Regions from separate parts of the Zea mays genome. Here region 1 is linked to region 2. The links are chromatin contacts, called in public Hi-C maps. All regions are on one chromosome and are shown on one strand. The core of a region is the stretch at or near the end of the contact, and the rest is flanking DNA. Distances in the headings are between cores, read along the strand shown.

Evidence for each region. A called contact is a pair of places that touch in the nucleus more often than the background predicts.
Region 1: a contact with region 2 is called in a Hi-C map of endosperm, with 5 times the contacts expected there. The contact joins the promoter of LOC100283947 here to the promoter of LOC100281271 in region 2. A contact is called at or near these places in 2 of 25 Hi-C or Micro-C datasets (ear and endosperm).

The regions. Positions count from the first base shown.
Region 1 is chr2:63,528,002-63,535,320 of Zm-B73-REFERENCE-NAM-5.0, reverse strand. It overlaps LOC100283947 (calnexin), which reads left to right and starts at 2,207. Exons shown (of 6, transcript NM_001156845.1): 1 at 2,207-2,382; 2 at 2,487-2,556; 3 at 3,635-4,764; 4 at 4,864-4,935; 5 at 5,030-5,146; 6 at 5,237-5,625. The coding sequence starts at 2,311. The coding sequence ends at 5,380. LOC103646531 (a long non-coding RNA gene) reads right to left here. Exons shown (of 3, transcript XR_562248.3): 2 at 6,811-7,319; 3 at 1-638.
Region 2 is chr2:62,908,105-62,915,187 of Zm-B73-REFERENCE-NAM-5.0, reverse strand. LOC100281271 (inhibitor of apoptosis-like protein) reads left to right here and starts at 4,074. Exons shown (of 2, transcript NM_001154992.2): 1 at 4,074-4,613; 2 at 4,703-5,564. The coding sequence starts at 4,140. The coding sequence ends at 5,233.

The DNA.
Region 1 (7,319 bases), core at 958-3,457, 620 kb before region 2:
AAAACGACTGAACCGACGAAGTGCATGATTGCTACTTTGACCCATAATTCACCCGGGACAACAAACACATCAAAGTAGGACTCGCACTTTGCCATCCACATCTTCGTATGGTGACCATCGAACTAAGGAAAACTCATTTGAGGTAAGGCTGCCATCATATGAGGCGAATAAGATGGCCACATGGGTTCAACATGAGGAAGTAAGGTAGATGAAGGGGAATCCGGATGCAAAAGGGTTTTGTTACCTGCAACCGGAGATGGTGTTAGGGTGGTGACAACCCCAAAACCATCACTCCGGTAAGCTGTAGCAGGGCGGTGATCGTAGAGGTCCGGTACAGACTGATGCCGTGATGTCGATGTAGAGACTTCCAGCGTCGCTTGATCCTTCAATAGCACACCTTCGAACACCTTCGATGCATGAATGTGTGGTGGGCGCAGACCATCACCTCTTCACTTTGTTCGACAGGTGTCCCACATTTTCATGCAGGTGACCCACATCGTCCTCGGTCTAGGGCTTAGATGCTATGTTTACCTCAATGGCTTGCTTGATGGAATCATTCTGGACTTGTAAAGATTGCAGCAGCTGAGAGAGATCGGCTAAACTCTTCTCCATGTTGTCGATTTGTTTTGCCCCCTTGCCTGATTTTAAGGGCGAAGAGTATACTCAGATGGATCCGCTAGGATCGCAACAAGAATCTAATACCAATTGTGAGAGATAGATGGTGATGATAGCGAGCCCCGCCCCTGAAACTATCCTTCTCTCACGAAGTTATAGAGTTTTACTAGAATTCTCGACGAACAGAAGGGATTCACTCACACATGACGTCACCGTCTAGACACAACCAGCGCCAACTCCTTCCCCAAGCTAAGTCTCCAACTCCCACATGGCCTCAGTTACATACGCTCGCCAACAGTGTACCCCCATTGCTGGGTCCAATCTAGCCCAAATACTCTGGTGCTTTGCTTCTTCACCCGAATACCCTTTGGTGCCTCTCTGTCGTCGTCTATTACCTTGACAGACTGTTACACATGAGGGGCATGACGTACGAAAGAGAGGAACAACCCATAATTGTTGAACTGTTGAAACTCTACCACTTATAAAATTTACGTGGTATTTTTAGTTCCCCTGACTAAAATTTAGTTTGTATCATATCAATTATCTAAATATCAATTATAAATATTAAATATAGACATAATTAGGTTCAATAGTTTCGTTTTGTCTTTTAGTCTTTATCTGTACAATTAATCTTATAATTAGACTATATTTACTATCCGTAGTTATCATTTAAACATTTGATATGACATTAGGTGAAACCAAACACCCCATAAGAGCATGTACAACCCACAAACAATAGTTGTCTATATGTATATTACAAACAGGTATATACAATATAAATAATAAGTCATACAGTAGGTTACCTATCATGTGTGGAACAAGGACCAAAGAAGTCATACATTGGTTGTCTTACCGTCTCTTGTATTGGAGCATAGGCCGAAACCGTGTCTTCACTAAAGGACGATCTATGCCTATCTTCTCCTTAATTAGCATCCACGTCGAATTTTTTTTATTTAATTGTAGCTTACGTGACTTTAGAGACGTCGTATTTAACGGCGCTGTATGTGCCCTAAGGCTATTCACAATAATGATTTTATAGTGGTTTCACACACATTTAATAGTGTGTCACATCAACTTTTTTTTCCAATGTCTTAGAAACCATGGAGACCTCCATTGAAAATGATTTGTTTCTCTTCACATATTTTACTAATTTGTATTGGTCATTGAGTTGCAATATTTAATTGACATGTTAATGTATGAAATAGTGAAGTGAAATTTTACATTAAGAGACATTATTTTATTCATAGTTTTATAGCATTTTTGATGATATGTCAGTGTTGAAAAAAGTGGTACAAAATTGTCATCGAGAATATCTAAAGTCAGTAGAAGGCCTCTGTATTCACTGGAGATGCCGGCTGGCCGGATACCACCGTCGTGCGTGTTCGTGGGGCGGCTGACATGGCGTCCTACAAGAGCAAAGCGTCACGAGTCAGACGTGGCAGCGTGCAATTGGTCAGCACCACGTCCCGCGCCCTCCCATTGGTCGGAACAAGTCACACCAAGGCCTTCTCCTCGCAACTGCCGGCCCTGCTACCCACCGTTCCTTTTCCTCTCTCCTGATCTCAGCCGTGTAGCCTCTCCACCGCGCCCACTTCTTATACTGCCAGCGTCTGCTCCCTCTCGCGGAGGCCTCGCTCTGGTTGGAAGGTTTGGAGAAACTCCCCGGCTCGAGGAGATCGTGACATTGAGAGGACGATGGGAGGGCGCGCGCTCCTCCTCCTCCTCCTGGTCTCGGCGTTGGTCTTTCAGATCCACGCCTCCGACCCGGTAATCTAAGCCAGCCTGTTGCGATTTCGCTATCTTTTTTCCCTCGGAACTTTGTGGGTGAGATTTGTGATGGTCACTCCGGGTTTCGGTGTTGTTGTTTGCAGCTGCTGTACGAGCCGTTCGATGAGGACTTTGAGGGGAGATGGGTCGTCTCCAAGAAGGATGAATACCAAGGTAAGCGCGCGCATTTTTTTTCTCTCGCTCGTTATGGTTTCGCTAGATCTGTTTAGATCCGTGGGTTTAGTGGGGTTATGGGAGCTTCTTCGTCCGAGATCGCACTTTCCCGTGTTTAAACTGAGAGGTAACTGTGCAATTACTCATGAGATCCACGATTGATACTGTCAGTCATGTATGTTGTCAATCATGTATGTGCTTTAGTTTGTCCGGATGTGCTTCGCTAGCAGCACCGCTCTAGATGCAGAGCTATGGCTAGTCTCCACATTCCAACGTACTATATGCAATCGAGGAGTGTTCTTGCCTTCCAGCTTACAGTATAACTTTTTGAGTGTGCCAACACAAGTTACAATGGTCTGTAGCTCTAACGAACAGAGGATCATTGGAGTGACTGGTTTCTCTGTGTGTGCAGTGTGCTCATTGTTGATATGGATGGTTGATGTTTCTGTAACTGCCAAAATGTACTGATGCTCAGATAATCGAAAGTAGCCTCATCTATTCCTAACTGGAGGGAGTGATTAACTTGTACTAGATTATAGGATGAGACATCAGGAGATATTTTGAATAATAATTTTATCTATATGCATGTGTTAATGAACTACGTCATCCAAAAAATAATAAAATTGTCAGTATGTTCAGTTTGCTAGTGGTATTTTTATATTCCTGTAATTCTGTGCCCACATTAAACACTCTTCATATGAAGTAAGCTTGCGGTACTAAGTTTTAGTAGGTGCCTGTTAGATCTTTCTGGTTATCTGGTATGCTATTTATCTGTGAATATTGGTGTCATTTGTTATAATTTGAATATGCATCTATGCAACCTTTGTGCACCAAACACACCATAATTAATTTGACTAATTGTTAGTCAAAGTTTGCAAAGTTACACTTTCCGAAACAACATGTTGCTTGCATATGTGGATGAAGGGAGTAGTATCCTGGTTCTGTAATGCCATTTTAAACAGTATTGCAATCCTTATTTTAACTGCTTGTTGCCTGCCACTGTTTGAACATTGTAGTCATAATTTCTGTTCTTTTTTGTGTGTTTCATAGCTTAATGCCTACATACTCTGTTTTGTAGGTGTGTGGAGGCATGCCAAGAGTGATGGTCATGAGGACTATGGCCTCCTTGTTAGTGAGAAGGCAAGGAAATACGCCATAATCAAGGAGCTTGATGAGCCAGTTACCTTGAAGGATGGGACAGTGGTCCTGCAGTTTGAAGTGAGACTTCAGAATGGCCTTGAATGCGGAGGTGCCTACATTAAGTACATCCGCCCTCAGGATGCTGGATGGGATGCCAAGGAGTTTGATAATGAGACTCCATACACTATTATGTTTGGTCCAGATAAGTGTGGATCAACCAACAAGGTTCATTTCATCCTTAAGCACAAGAATCCTAAGACTGGAAAGTATGTTGAGCATCATCTCAAATTCCCACCATCTGTCCCATATGACAAGCTCTCTCATGTCTACACGGCTATCTTGAAGCCAGACAATGAGGTCAAAATTTTGGTAGATGGGGAAGAAAAGAAGAAGGCGAACTTCCTTTCTGCTGATGATTTTGAGCCAGCACTTATCCCATCCAAGACCATTCCTGACCCTGATGACAAGAAGCCGGAGGACTGGGATGAGAGAGCTAAAATTCCTGATCCAGATGCAGTAAAGCCTGATGACTGGGATGAGGATGCCCCGATGGAAATTGTGGATGATGAAGCCACCAAGCCTGAGGGATGGTTGGATGATGAACCTGAGGAGATTGATGATCCTGAGGCAGCCAAGCCTGAGGACTGGGACGATGAGGAGGATGGTGAATGGGAGGCGCCAAAGATTGACAACCCCAAGTGTGAAGAGGCACCTGGATGTGGCGAGTGGAAGAGGCCAATGAAGCAGAATCCTGCTTACAAGGGCAAGTGGCATGCACCTATGATTGACAACCCCAACTACAAGGGAATCTGGAAGCCTCAGGAGATCCCCAACCCTGAGTACTTTGAGCTTGACAAGCCTGACTTTGATCCAATTGCTGCTATTGGGATTGAGATCTGGACAATGCAGGATGGCATCCTGTTTGACAATATCTTGATTGCTGACGATGAGAAGGTTGCCACCTCCATTCTGGAGAAGACCTGGAAGCCCAAGTATGATGTTGAGAAGGAAAAGGAGAAGGCTGAGGAGGAGGCTGCTGCTGGTGCAGATGGTCTTTCTGAGTTCCAGGTGATCCATTTTTCTGATCTTTTGCAACCATAACTGTTATTTCTTTCTTCATTAGTCGTCTTTGTTCCATCTTGTCCCTAATGGGTTTTGCCTCTGCAGAAGAAGATTTTTGACGTCCTGTACAAGATTGCTGATGTTCCGTTCTTGGCACCCTACAAAACCAAGATCATTGTGAGTTCTGGAGATATTTGCTATCCTCTCCTGTCAAACGTCAGGTTTTGTGTTATCAAGAAAATAACATGTTCTATCTACATCTTGTACACAGGATGTTATCGAGAAGGGAGAGAAGCAGCCCAACATCACTATTGGCATTCTGGTCTCCGTTGTCGTCGTGTTCGTTACCGTTCTCTTCAAGATCCTGTTTGGAGGCAAGAAGCCGGTGGTAAGTTATTCCCAGCCAATGTTTTACTGCTGCCACGGTTCTGAACTTGAAGAGAATGCTTGCTCAACCCACTACATTTACTTGTTCCAGGCACCTGTGAAACCTGCAGCTGAGGCGAAGAAGCCCAAGGCCACAGTGACCGACGGTGCTGGAAGCAGTGGCGACAAGGATGAGAAAGAGGACGAAAAGGAGGAGACAGCAGGCCCACGTCGGAGGACCCGAAGGGAGACATAGAGACCTATTTTTGATGTGTTTGGATGTTCTGGCGCCTGCTTATTTTGAGGACTCTTAATATTTCTGAGTGTATAATAGGAACTTGTGTCACCTCTGCGGCTTCCCTGCTGCTTATTTGTTTTTACATGGTTAGACCAGGAACCTTCACGAGCTGTAGAATTTAGTTCTTGTTGGTCATTTGTGTGTGTGCCTGACGGGTATAATCCCTTGTTCAATCAGATAGAGGTGATGGTTTTTTTTCTCGTAGATCACAGGAAGGAATATTTCATAAAGTTCTCGTTAAATTCTGGACGCCTTTTGTTTTACACAATTCCTTGTATCATAGAATAGTCAGCGAGCGTATATTCTTACAACAGTTTTTGTCCTTCAATAGAAAAATTACAGTTTATTTATTATGAATACAGTACATACAATTATAGTTTGGGACAATTGTGATTGTATCCTTTTCTGTACTCCCAACTTTTATTTTGCCCCTCGATTCCCGACTTCGTGATTTTGCCCATTCGATTTGAAATGGAAACTGCCCTTTGCCCCTCTCTACTAACAGCGTTAAGGAAAATCTGAATTAATGATTTTAAAAAATAAAAAATATGGAAATACATGAATGTATATGGAAATACATGAACTGTCTGAACTACCTTACCGGTACACGTCCAACACCAAACCCTATCGCGCAGCCGCGCAGGTGGTATTCCAATCTGATAGCGGTGGCCAGGCGCTACAGGAACCGATTTTTTTTTTTGTTTTTTAATCTTTTTTAAACAAAAAATAACATCTAGATCCCTGGATGACTTAATTCAACTTTTGGATCCCATGCTTGCCGTCATTGGCCGTGGTGCCGAGGTAAGACGCCTCGGCGCCACAGGTCTTGTCGCCGAGGTATGCTAACGCAGCAGCCGACATGACGTCTAGCTCGTCGCCATAGATTTTGGCGCCGAGCTAGGACTAAAGCTCTCAGCCGTCTCCTTCCTCTCGTTTCTCTCACCTCTCATTTCTCTCAGGCCCACACCTCTTCTTCGCTTTGCCGCCGCGCCCGCGCCCACCTCGGCCGCCACGCCCCCCGCGCCGGCTCGACTACCTCCGCGCCAAGCGCCTCCTCGCCCAACCGCCACCGGCCCCGATCGCTCCGCCCCAACCACTTCACCTCCTGTCCGTCCTACACGCCGCCACTCCAAAGTAATGAGTTAGTATTTCTATAGTAAATAGTTAGTGGTTTATTAGTATTTAGTTAGTATGTACTGTGTTAACTATTTAGTGTTTAGTTAGCACATGTCCGCTTTGATTAATGCATAGGTAGTTAGCTATTTACTTGTTAGTATATAATTAGCTAGGTATTTATATGTGACTATATATATTCTAGGAGCAACAATCAAAACTAATAATCGAAGAATTACAATCCAATATAAATACGAATCAGTGAGACACCATACCTTGGTATACAAACTTTTCCAACTCGAATATTTGAATGGAGCAACTTTAAAGAAGATTTGAATGGAGGGGAAATGAGCTCCTCTCGGCCAACAGAACGACTGATTTATAGGTCTCCCTAGCTCAGCGCCAAGATCTGTGACGCCGAGCTAGGAGGCCGCGTCGGCGCCACGCCAGCCCTAGCCACCGAGAGCCGTCACCGCCGCGTCAGAGCTCGGCGCCATAGCCTATGGCGCTGAGCTGTATTACCTCGGTGCCATAGCCTATGGCGCCGAGCGTCGGGTCCAGATCCTGAAAAAAGTCATCCAGGGGTCTAAATGTATATTTTTGTCATAAAAAAGTTTAAAAAGAAAAAATTCGGGTAGAGGAACAGGGCGATGGTGGTCTCACGATGACTAGCTAGGAAATGAGCCACCGCCGGGACGTGAGGTCGTCGAAGGGACAACAACACGCAACAAATCGACATAAGTTGGTTACGATTCTGTTTTGATTTCTGTTATTCGATACTCTG
Region 2 (7,083 bases), core at 2,825-5,324:
CCCGTCCGGTGGCCGTGGGGGCAGGGAAACAGACCTACTACGTACACCCGTACGCGGCTTAACTCGCGTCCACTGTATGCAATTGCTGTTGGAGCAGTTAGTTTCAGCGTTTCACCCATCGATCGACCATGCATCAATGCATGTTTGTCACTGTCGATGGTCCCGCCCGAGCCCTGCTGACTCGATTCCGTCCGATCCGATGGGAGGGGGGCCTGTCCGGCATGCAGCGCGGGGCCGACGGCGCGCGCAGGCGCAGCAGCGGCCGGCGGTGCATGGCGACACATGCGCTGGCGGATCGCCGGATCGGAGGCGGAGGACCGGCCGGCCATTACCGCCTGTTGGTGGTCAGTACAGTCACGCTCTTCCCGTTGCGCGCTGTTAATGCGCGGGGGGCGCGTGACGTGTGTGTGGGATCACCGCGCAGTAGCTAGCGCACGGCTCCACACACCTGCACGGCGGTGTGGCAGGGCAGGTGGGGCGTACCGCGTACGTACCGCGTGTAGTACGTACGTTGGCTTGGCGCGCGCGACACTGATGAGCTGAGCAGCGGCATTACTTGCGTGGACCGTGTTGGTGTTGCTAGCGCCGATCCACGATCTGTGCCGCGGCGTGTCTGATGTGGGTGGTGGATGGTCCCGCCGTCCGACGTGCCCCGCCGGCCGGCCCCGTCCGCGTCCGCGTCCGCGCGCCGGGGTGTCAAGGATGACGACTGACAAGGCCCGTGCCAAACGGATGGACCGGCTGGTGTACGAGCCGTCAAGAGCACGAGGACAAGCGCACCGACTGGGCTCTCCGGGGACGGACGACGGGGGCCGGGCCGGGGCGATGGACAGCGCTGTGGTAAATGGCTGACCCCACTGCTCGTCTTGGTGTTCTACGAGAGTACAACACGCGTGTGGAATGCAGAAGTATATATGGCCCGGACGCTACGGTCCATCGCGAATGGTAAAAGAATGGAGGTGTGTTGGAACCGGACCGCCGATAAGTCCGTTGGTGCCGCCCGCGCACATACGGCGAGCCCACCCAGGCTGTCGGGCCGCGACACACGCGCCCGTGTCCGTATAGCAGCGGACTTTAGGTCTCTTAGGCCAACACTCCCCCCAAAAAGCTAGCCTAATATGGGTTGCACCCTCAACCATATAAACCATGTTTTTCCACTCTCACCAGACAATGTGGGACTATTCCCAACAATCTCCCCCTCACACATTGTGAGCCGAGATTTGTCTGAGAATGCACTGGGCCAACCTGGCTTTGATACCAATTGTTGGAACCGGACCGCCGACACATGGCGTGTCCGTTGGGGCCGCCCGCGCACATACGGCGCGCCCACCCAGGCTGTCGGGCCGCGACACACGCGCCCGTGTTCGTATAGCAGCGGGCTTTAGGTCTCTTGGGCTAACGCTCCCCCCAAAAAGCTAGCCTAATAGGGGTTGCACCCTCAATCATATAAACCATGCTTTTCCACTCTCACCAGACAATGTGGGACTATTCCCAACAAGGTGGTCGCGCTGATACCAGATGGATAATTAAGAGTGTGTTTGGTTTGATGAACGAAGTGATCTATCTTTTTCTCACTTCTCACTTTTTTATTTGATTTGTGGAATAGAATGGTTTGATCCATCACCATCTCATTCCTCATAAACTAATAATTAGTATATACATGAGTAGTGAGTTGATTCCACCAAAATTGATGGAATAAACTTATGATACATCACCTCATTAAGCACAGAATGACTCCATAAACCAAACACACCATAAATGTATATACTCCTACTATAGTACTATACTAGTATGGACTTTTACTATAATATATATAATTTCTCCGCTCTAAATCAAATATACTTCTAGTTATTATATATCCGCACAGAAGCCTTTTGTTTAGCTGTTTAGATAGAAATGCTAGAATTAGCATTTACTTAGGGGTGATAATGTATCCTGATTCAAATGCCTTTTCATAAAATGTTAGGGTTCTAAATAAATTTTAGTTCTAAAATTAATAGAAACATAGCCTGATCCCAGTATAATCCGATTCTTAAATCTTATAGTGTAAAATTTAGATCTCATTGTCACCCCTACATTTACTCGAGTCGAGTGTAAATAGGTTGCGACACGGACGTAATGGATCAGGATCTCAATGTTCAAGATGAATAGGAATAAAGTTTGATCCTTAAATTTTATAGGGTAAAATTTAGAGCTCATTATCATCACTACCGCCATGCAAGCTTAAAGAAGTTTAATGCTCAAGTAAAAAAAGTAAATTAGGTCAACCTATTTTTTTACAGTATTTAAATTCTATCGAATATCCTATTTTATTCTTTTTTGTGTCTAAAAATATTTTCTATTGGATCACAAAAGTTTCACACTATAGGTCCAACTTTATTATAATATGAAAATTCAAGTAACGTAAAGGCAATCATTCAATTGCTCAAATATAAATACTCAAAGTAAGAAAGGTTAAAATAAGGAGATAACTTTTCTGAGGTATCAAACCGTTGACACTCCCTACTCCCTACTGGTCTTTATCATAGTACTCATACAAGAGTATCGCTTCTCATTGAACCACACAAGGTTAAGTTCTATCTACGTATCAATTCTTCGTCACTCTAGTATAGTGAATCACTTGCAACTATTTGCACCTTGAGTTGCGCAACACATAATATTCATTGGGTGACCACCAAACTTTTATCACCATCAAACCATATAGGTGATGTCGATCATCAACAATAACAAGCACAAAATCTCACTTTACTAGACCAAGGCTAATGAGAATGGTGGGTGCACACTTGTATCGCTACTCGCAATACACTAATGAGACCACTAATTTCACGATTATCAAATCAATTATCTCACTAGGCAAAGGCTCTCGCTTTCACTCTAATAGGTTTTGTTCAGCTGAACAAATGGTTAAAAGACCTCAAATGGACAAGATGTAGAGATATATGTAGCTCAAAGATAGAGAACTAGCCAGACATGTCTAATGCACACATACCTCCACTATTGTACATGTTCGATGCAAGCTTCAATGGCTAGTTCAAAAACTACCTATTATTATATCAGTATCTCTTGGTATAAATGAACCCTCACAAGACACGTCTAGTGAGTACACCGCTTGATGTGCACATTACAACACATATATGAGTGTCTTGTATAGTGTCGCATCTGGTGCCTCATTAGATACATCTGATGAGTGCTCAGTGTCTCACGCGCATCTACAACCCTCTTAGGATGTCCTATCTAGTGTCATATTTGGTGCTTCATTGGATACGTCTAGTCAGTGCAAATCCTCTCGCATTCTTTTTAAGCGCTATCCAGATGCCATGTTAGATGCACCATATTAGGTGCACGCTAGACATTCTGATGCTGACCATTAGCATTTAAATATAGAAAATAAACTCTAACATCTTATTTAAATGATTATTCGAATATAGTTAAAGATAGGAAACGTGAAGACTCTCTAGAGTATAAATAAAATATAGAAAAAGTTGTTGAAGATTGAAAAATATAGAAAGTATATTTTTTATGTAAATAAATTTTTAAACAATAATTTATAGAGTAAAATTTAGAAATACAACCATAATCGAGCAAATAAAGAAAAAAAGGCACAGCATCAAGCAGGCAGCATGCTACCAGAGGCCAGAGGTAGGTAGGCCACCCTTTGTGTGCTGGTCCACGAGGACCACCACCACTCTACTCCACGTCTCGCATCACGGTCACGCCAATCAATCGCCAGACAACAAAATGAAAGGAAAAGAAAAACCATGACAGATTGACGGGAAAAGAAAAAGAAGCGTGGTGGCGCAGACAAGGCGAGGCGGGATAAAAAAAAAGGTATTGGTTCCGGCGTAAACGATCGCCATTATTAAAGGCGGGGAAAAAGAGAGGTCGCAGCAGCATCCAATCCGTTCGCCTGCCGCCTGCCTGGGCCTTTGCCCTGCCTCCCTCTCCTCGTCAAGATAAACAAAAAACCGGCAGCTTTTGTCTCCTTGCAGGCGCCCCACACACCCAACGTGTCTTCCCCGCCCCGCCCGACCCCCCGTATATATAACTTCCCTCCCACCCCTTGCCCTTGCACTACCCAGTACCCAGTAGTCAGTAACCACATCTCCTCCCCCTCTCCCGCAAAGACAAGGCCGGTGTCCATGGCCGTCCAGGCGCAGCACCTACTCAACCCCGCCTTCCTGCCCCACGACATGGGGCACGCCTTCAGGGCACTGGAGGGCGCCACGGTCGGCGGCGGCGGCTCCGCGTTCCTCGACGAGCTCGGCTTCGGCGGGTGCGCGCCGGCGCCGGCGCCGGCGCCCTTCGAGGTCGCCGCGTTTGGCGACACCCAGCCGCGCAGCGAGCTCACCTGCAACGGCGGCGGCGGCGACAACAGCAACGTGTTTCTCCCGAGGAAGCGTGCACGCGTCGCGCCCGGGTTCCTGGATGATGCCCACCAGCAGGGGTTGGTTCTGCCGGTGCCGCAGGGCCAGGTGTTCGCCGGCGACGTGCAGAGCAGGGAGGCAGGGTGCGGCGCGGCGTCCACCAGTGGTCGGGCGGCGGCCACCACCAACGGCGTCCTGTCGCTGCTCTACCGCCAGGGCATGGAGATCGACGCGCTGGTGCGGCTCGAGGTGCGTGGTAGTCAGTCGTTGCCGTCTTGACAGATCCGGCGAGCTCCCCCACACGTTGTCTGACTCTTGCTCGCGTGGTCTTGCCGCAGACCGAGAGGATGCGTGCGGGGCTGCAGGAGGCTCGGCGGAGGCACGCGCGCGCGGTGGCGGCGGCCGTGCAGCGCGCCGCGGCGGGGCGGCTGCGGCTGGCGGAGGCCGAGCTGGGGCGCGCCCGCCGCCGCAACGCCGAGCTGGAGGAGAGGCTCCGGCAGCTGGCCGCCGAGGGGCAGGCGTGGCTGGGCGTCGCCCGGAGCCACGAGGCCGTCGCCGCGGGGCTCCGCGCCACGCTGGACCAGCTGCTGCAGCAGCAGCAGCCCGGCGCCGGCGTTGGCGGCGGCGAGGCGGAGGACGCGCGGTCCTGCTGCTTCGAGACCTCCCCGCCGGGCCCCGTCGCCGACGACTGCGACGCCGCGTCCCGGGGCTCCTCGCCGCCGTCGTGCAAGTCCTGCGGAGGCGGCGACGCGTCCGTGCTGCTGCTCCCGTGCCGCCACCTCTGCCTGTGCCGCGCGTGCGAGGCCGCCGCCGAGGCGTGCCCCGTCTGCGGCGCTAGCAAGAACGCCTCGCTCCAGGTCCTGCTGTGACGAGGCGGGAGGGGCCCTGCCGGCGTGTTGGTCCCGCGCGGTGGCGGCACTCGTTGTCCAATGAGATCCGCTGGCTCCCGGGGTCAGGCGGCGAGCTTTGTTGAGTAGTAAATGTAGAGATGCTCCAAGTTGCAGCATAGTAGGCTAATTTTAGACGCAGTTAGCTGTACTACTGGTAATTGGCACTAACTTCTGTTCTCCCCTGGAATATCTTTCTGGTACCTTGTTTCTCAGATGTGCTAGTAGTATTTTTTTTTGGGGTAGTGTTGGCTTGTTGTATTAATGAGGAGATCGGCCAAAGCTTAGATACGAAAAGCTATGGTATTCTACTATACTTGGAGCTTCCCTCGACATGTATTATTGTTTCAGCGTGACGCCAAATCTGCTTGTAGTTGTACTGAAGCATCATGTTACCAACGTGGAGTGGCGATCTGGCACTGTTCACATCGTCCACGGCCAGGATGGAGGCCAGCAGTAGAGGGGATCGCATCTGCCGAATGGGCAGCGTGGTCCCACCAGCGCTGCGTGCGGGCGCTGGTCTCTCCTCTCGCCCACACCGCATAAATGACGCGAGGGTACTCCCGGGACAGATCTTTGTCTGTACAAAATTGACTTGTCCGGTGCGTCATCCCCGTCCCGTCAAGGCCAACGTACTACGTTGCGGTCGGTCAGTCACCGAGTAGTGGCAGTCCGTAGAAGTGGCGTCGGTTTTTACCGCGCGCTGGGTGTAGCAGAGACTCGGTACACGAGACGGCTCAGATGGATCAGTCTGCGTGCGTGCGTGCTTGCTTGCTTGGTAGCTAGCTAGCTTGCCGTGTTGTGGGGGACGCGATTCCTCATGGTGGGGTCCAGCTAGTAGTACGGTTCATGGCTAATCACACGCCCCAAAAGTTCTGCTGGTACGGTAGGACTGCAAAGGCGGAGGCAGCTGTTCTCCAGTCAAAGCCGCGGCCTGCGCTCCAGAAAAGATGCGACCAAGGAAACCAACCAGCATGGGGAAGGAACGCCGGAGCCTCGGAGGAGAGGAGAGGAGACAAGGCAACTGCCACTCCTTTCGTGCGTGCGTACCGGACTCCCGGTGCCCGGCCCGCGTGCAGGCGCGGCGCACGCAGTTGCCTCTGCCTCTCTGCTCTCGTGACGTGAAGCGGCAGCCAAGAACGACGCTTTTTTCTTTGTTAAGCCGCGTAATGGCCGGGGCATAGATAGGCGAGGCGACTCCAGTCGTCCACTCCACGTCTCCACTCTCCACCTCGCATTTGCCTTTCGCTAGGCTGCTACGGCACTGACCTTTTTTTTTGGGGGTCTTGACAGCATTGGTTCCTTTTGGAGGAGTCATGTTGACAGGAGGCACTACACTACACAGCACCAGCAGAGCAGGCGCAGCCCATACAGTACAGTGTAAAGTGCAGGATAAAAAAAACGCGGTGGAAATGGAAATGAGGAGGAAGAAAAAGCGAGCGAGCACTTCGAGAACGCGGATCTCCAGCCATCGACCACCGGCCTGTGTGCCACTGCCCGCCTTCCCCCCTTTGCTTGCTTTCCATCTCTTCTCTCCGGTGGGTCCTCCTCCTCCCCCCATGCTCGGCGCATTGTGGAGCGTGACATGTCAAAGGCGACGGGAGCACGAGCCCAACCTACGAGTAGCTTTTTCACTTTTCTCCCTTCGTCTACGCGTACTACACTACACCTACAGGCTAGTACACACCTACTACAGGCCACGGCGGCGACCATTTTCGATAGCAGTAGTAGCTTTTGTCCTCGATTCGGCGATCCACAAACTGCAGCAGCACTTATTAATTTATTAGGGGTCCAATCTGCGATGCGTTTTAGACTACTAATGGGATCCTCCA